Linked DNA regions of Gossypium hirsutum: region 1 is linked to region 2. The links are chromatin contacts, called in public Hi-C maps. All regions are on one chromosome and are shown on one strand. The core of a region is the stretch at or near the end of the contact, and the rest is flanking DNA. Distances in the headings are between cores, read along the strand shown.

Region 1 (3,347 bases), core at 333-2,832, 270 kb before region 2:
GTTTGAAAACCCACTTTTAATTTTCTAACAGCAACAATTATGCTAAATTAAGTGTTTAGATTCACATTTTTAAAAATCATATATTTTTTTAACATTAATCCTAAAGCATCTGCAAAATTTTAATTTGAGAAATGATTTCTAATAACATTCTTAAATTAAAGTTTTTGCAGTCCATGAAGAGGACCTGTAATTGATACCGACTTGCAAAAAAGGAATAATTTATCAACATAAAATGTTTCATCGTGTATGGTTTAACATCATAAAATTAGGGTGCGAATATTATTTCATCTCATAGCTTGTATATATTAAATTTATAATTTTATAATATTAATTTTTGTTTAATTTTTAATCGATTTTTTCAAAAAATATTAATAAATTAAAAATGTAATATAATTACAAAATATTCAATTTTAAAAATAATACAAAAATTTATCATAATTTGAATATTAATATTAATACATTAAAATTTAAATAATATTATTAATAATTTCTTATAGGTTATTCATTATATATATTGTTAAACTAATTTGTTTTAATGTTAAAATTGTCATTTATTTTAATTTTATATTTCTCTTTGCTCTATTTAATCAAGGAATGTAATTAAATCTTATTATATTATAAAAAGGAATATAAATTTAATCTGATAAATATTATTAATATGTGACTTTTTTTAACTATATTCTGAACTTAACATTTTAATATTCATTAATTTTAATATTATAACATTAAAGTGTAATTCAATCAAGTAAAATCTTAAAATAAGGAGATACTTTATTTAAAATCAACTTTATATTTAACATATATAAAATTATAAAAAAAATTTAAACAAAAGGCATAAAATAACTTAAAAAAAATTAGAAGGCCAAAGAAGTAAAAGAGTAATTTACTCAAATTATAAATAAGTGCTTTAAATAGAGAATATTATGTGTCAAAAAAAAATGTTAATGTGAGCATGACTATTTTTTTTAACCTGTTATAGTATAAAATTTATTTAAATTTAATTATAAGAACACATAGTTTTTTTTCTATAATTAGTGAGAAAAAATAGAGTTATTTGAGATTAAACTCAAACTATTATACTTATAAACATAATGCTTTTGTTATTAAAATAAAAAACTGTTGACATAAAAATATATAATTTTGATATAAAATTTGGCATATTTCAAAAATTAAAATGTCCCCCCCCCCAATAAAAAATGGTTTCATAGTTTGACGCTTAAATCTCGTGATACTTTTACTTTTCATAGGTATATTGTTTTTTTTTGTTTTTAAATAATTATATATATTATATAAATATATTTTAATTACATATGTATAACTATATTTATACGTTAATATAAAATTTAAGATTACTAAAAAAATTCAATAATTTAATTAAATAATTAAAATTTAACTTTATATATAATTATAATAAAATAAAAACGATTAAGATAAAAATACATTAAAAACTAATTATATTCCTCAAAAAAATTCATAGAATGCAAAAGAAATGGCATTACGGTAGTTATCTTGAAAAACAAAGGGTAAGTGTAACAGCATACTGCGTCAAATGAGCAATTAGGCCCTTTCCAACTACGCCGCCATCATTTTTGCTCTCTTCCCTCGGCCAGGCAGTAACTATTCCCAGCAAATATATATATATATATTTATACATAAACAAAATTAACCACACGCCTTCCAATACCCGCTACTCGCAAAAGGAAAAAAAGCATCCAACAAAGTAGGCGGAGATGTGGCGCTGCGTTTCTCGTAGCCTTAGAGCTCCATATTCCAACAGATCAGTTGCCGCTAACTCTCTTAGATCTAACATTTCCAGTTTCTTCTCCACTCATGCTGTATGCTTCTTTCTTTTCTAGGGTTTTTGAGCTTTTTGTTCCGCTTTTAATTTCTATTTCTTTTCTGCTTTCAAAATCAATTCCTGCTTTGTTTTTATATTCTCGTTTTCTCAACGGTTGCTGGTTTTTTTCGGGTAGATTCTGATTAAAACCTATATGTAATTTGAATCGTTTTAGTGTTTGTACTGTTTGGCTGCTGAGAAAGGTGTCCAAGGAAAAGAATCCATAGAATCTACGCATTATTTTCTTAAATCATCTTTAATTTTAGCTCCATTCAGTTGACTTCCCTAATATACAGTAGAAACAAATACCATCTGGAACTTGATCTTAGTTAACATCTTTTTCTAATGGGACAAGTTCCGTTTTCTGCCCATGTTGATTACTTTAGCTGATTTTATGCAAAATGCATATATTTTCGATTTGTTTCTCAGTATTATCTTTTTCTTCTGATTGGTTGGGAATGTTTTATAGAATTTATATAGTTATTAAAAGAAAAAAAAACTGAACCAGAAGTATTTTGGTGATGGACATTTGCGATCATTGCAGGGGCCCCCTTATACAATAGTGGATCATACGTATGATGCAGTTGTGGTTGGTGCTGGTGGTGCGGGGCTGAGAGCAGCCATTGGTCTTTCAGAGCATGGATTTAATACTGCTTGCATAACTAAGCTTTTCCCAACTCGTTCACATACTGTTGCGGCTCAGGTTTTTAGACTATATGGTGTTCATGATTATGAGTTATGCTGTTGCTATTATTCAGGGCATGCTTGTGTTACGGTGGCTTTAGATAAATGGGATTCATCATTCTTGATTTTATGGGCATATTGGTTCTACAGTTTAGTGGTTTCTGTACATGGTACTTGTCTCTTTGCTACTGTTCCCTTTCTTATCACAGATGTCTGTGTTGCACAATAACTGATGTTCTCCTTGTCCAATCAAGACTGAACAAACATGTTCAAAAGAAAAAAGAAGAAGAAGAAGAAGAAGAAGAAGAAGAAAAGAGACTGCACAAACGTGAAGTTCACCAAAATCATTTTTACTACCTCAAATATGAATTTTTTAAAACATCTTCAAATATCATAAATTGCCACTCTTACACTTTCCATATTATGATCCATTTGTTTCTTTTGCATTTTTCTTAAATATAGTGTCTTTTGCACTTTGAAGTGTAATACATGGGTATTTAAATTTCTCTTGTCCAACTAAGACTGAACAAACATGAATTATACCAAAAGCATTTTTATTACCATAACCATGATTTTCCTTTTAAAGTTCTTCAAATACTATAAATTGCCACTCTTAAACTTTTTGTATTATGATCTATTTGTTTCTTTTGCATTTTAAAGTGCAATACATGTTTATGTAAATTTCTTATATTGATGTGTTTTATAAGATACAATGCACTTCTCCAATTTTTTTTAAGTATTTTGTTTTCATTTTAAAAGTGGATCATTCTGATAAAACAGATCCATTGTTTATTTACATGTCTAAAGCAAAGTCTGTAGAAAGGTT
Region 2 (2,978 bases), core at 290-2,789:
GCACCAGACCATAGAACAAAAGATATGTAGAACTTGTTCTGTCCCTTCTAATATAGCACTGAATTGGAGACTCACGAGGACCCGGCTGTTCATGAGCACAAAGAGAAGATATAGATAAACGTTTAAATGGAAGAACAAGAAAATCGCCACTCCCATTATTTAAAGACACCAACATGAGAGTTATTACTGAATGTGTGCAGACACAGAAGGTTATTAAAATATATACTTTAGCTTTATCTATACTATTATTTAAGCCTGACAAAGACAAAGATGCATACAACCAATATATCCGTGCAAAGTTTTGTAGCTAAATTCTGAACTTGAAGGCTCCAGCAGTTTATTGTATAGGGATCAAAATGGCATATTTAATAGGAAAGTGTTTAACCTGCTTCAATGAGATAGGAAATGTGAGTCGTCCACACTGCTCTGGAGTCTTCACAATCTCCTTTGTAATTTCCCTCCAAGACCTACAAACTGCAGCACAAAATACAACGACAGCTCGAGCAGGCCAAGCTGTCTCGCTCTCTTCGACCCTCTGGATGATATCCAATAGCAATTCAGGTGGTAGATTGGCCCAGGGGCTTTGTTCTGAGAGTTGAGATTCCAATGGTGCTTCATCAGGAGCAACATGGGATCTAGTCCGGCTACGCCACAGCTTGCTTTGATCTCCCCTCTTTGACATGTTCCCAATCCCATCTTTCAGTTCCTTTAACTCCCGCATAATACTCTTCAGTGACATCTTCTTATAAGCACATCAAATCCAATTTCTCAATATTCAACTGAAAATAATAGTATATCATATCAAACACCATAAAAGATTTTCTCTCCTTTTTTTTTCAATTTTTCTTCACTATTCAAATCTCAGCTCAACCATAAGCAAATTCACATAAAATCAAACTCAATAAATAAAATTTAACACCCGGAAAGCACGAGATAAAGAAAACCTCAAGATCAATAACCAATAAATAGACATCAATTTTTAAAAAAATGGGTATCTTTTTACCTGAATCATCGACCGGAAAAGCTTAAAACTTGAGATTCCAAGATGAAGAAAAAAAAAATGTGGAGGTCAACTCAAAGCCAACCGATTCTAATCAAAGCCAGAACTGAATCAGCTCAGATGCATTCCAACAATTTTAGGGACCCACAGTTCAATCAACACCACAAACCTGAAAAATAAAGATCAAATCAGAATGAAAGAAATTATTAGAAATGCTTTATTTGGGGTTTTTTTTTTGTAAAGGAAAGGTGCCAACTTTTCTTTTTATGAGCGGGAATCCTAAGATGGTCACGTCATTGGTAACGCTGGCGCCACGACTGCCATAATCACTGTCACCGCCTGCATTCTAACATCCCTTCCACCACCGCCGCCTCCATAACAACAAGTTTGGGGTCATCAGCGCTTTCTCTCTTCCTCCTGCCGCTGTTAAAAAGACAAAAGCTCATTCACTTAAAAAGGAACCAAAGTTGGGTTTTAGAATAAAAATAATATTCTTTAGTTGTTTTTTTTTTTTTACGTTTTTTTAATTAAGGTCCGATAAAAAGTAACCTTTAAATTTAATATATATTTAATGAAACAGTCTACTCACGTGGACTGCCGTGACGATTATTTAATTAGCCCTGCTGTCAGGACACGTGGCATCAGCCAAGTATTTTGGGAGATACATCTTTTGTACCCCACCTGATTAATATTTGATGGGAGACCTTGTTCTTAAGTGCTTTCCCTTCAATTTCCCACTAAATTCAATTACCATTTATATTATATAATAAAATAAACAAATTAATAGATTCGGGTTATTGAACCAAATTCAAATCCCCCAAAGGTGGGAGACCAGTGGTAACCATTACCAGAACCTGCCATTTTGGCTAGGTTTGAAAGGCATAGTAGGACATGGTAGGGTGAAAAGGTTAGAGCCATGTGAAGAAGAGCAGAAACTGTAGGGTGGAGTCCCATGCCAAATTGGAGGATAGCAAAGTTCCACAAATGCACGTTCAGGAGCCCATTCCCAATGCTCAGTGGGCTTTGATTGTTACTACTTTCATGATGGTGGACCACATGTTGCTAAGCTTACAACGTCATCCATTCACAAGTTTCCACCAAAACCAGAGTCAGCCTCTATACTATACATCACATACTCTTTCTTTTTCTACACATTTTTTAATGATTAATCAATGTCATTCATAGTTTCATGCACTAGAATATGATGAAATCACACTTTATTTATATATATGTTCTTCCATTTCAAGAAATATTCAATCCAATAAACTTTTTTGTTCTAAAAAATAATACAAAATTCTAACTTGTATAGCTTCTTCTAATTCTCCTATTGCAATCTTTTTTTTATACCGAAAATAATATGAATCCATTTATTATTCATTGTTCATATTTTTATGAGAAGAGTTTTTTTTTAATAAAAGACTGTTTAAGGATTCAACATAAAAAATTTCAACATTAGTGATTTTTTATCATAACGAATAGAAGGGAGGCAAGGAATTTAAAGGCCAAAAGGGATAAGCATTGAAAAATGGAAATTTGAGTTACATCCACGTTTAGTGGCAAAGAAGAATAATCAAATTTGACGCCAATCCCCTCACATGTCTCTCCTTTCATGCTCATGGCTGCTCTCAAATTTGGGTGATGGGGACCGCTGGTTTAACAACCTTAAATCTCCTCATTTTGTGTGCAAAATAGGGTTGCTTTTTTCCCCGGCCGATAAGGTTAGGCACCCATTCCCTCAATTGCAACTCTTTCCCTACTATAACTGCCACTTTTGCCATGGCCAACTCATCCGTTGGAACACACCTTTTTGGAACTTGTAATCATATAAATAATCCTAGTTTAGTAAAGTGAAGTTCACAACTTTAATCTCTTCGCTAATCTCAAAACATCAACTGTGACGAAAAAGTAATGTTTTTTCTAACAATTTAACATAATCCAAGACTATTTTTCGTCTTTTCAGAAAATGAATCGTAAAATG

What was found. A called contact is a pair of places that touch in the nucleus more often than the background predicts.
Region 1: a Hi-C map of leaf shows a contact between it and region 2, with 2.3 times the contacts expected there. The contact joins the promoter of LOC107942584 here to the promoter of LOC107889774 in region 2. A contact is called at or near these places in 2 of 34 Hi-C or Micro-C datasets (both in leaf).

Annotation. Positions count from the first base shown.
Region 1 is chrD12:11,937,511-11,940,857 of Gossypium_hirsutum_v2.1, reverse strand. LOC107942584 (succinate dehydrogenase [ubiquinone] flavoprotein subunit, mitochondrial) reads left to right here and starts at 1,582. Exons shown (of 16, transcript XM_041108474.1): 1 at 1,582-1,835; 2 at 2,382-2,540. The coding sequence starts at 1,731.
Region 2 is chrD12:11,667,990-11,670,967 of Gossypium_hirsutum_v2.1, reverse strand. It overlaps LOC107889774 (tubby-like F-box protein 5), which reads right to left and starts at 1,539. Exons shown (of 6, transcript XM_016814333.2): 1 at 1,257-1,539; 2 at 1,004-1,169; 3 at 386-779; 4 at 1-85. The coding sequence starts at 739.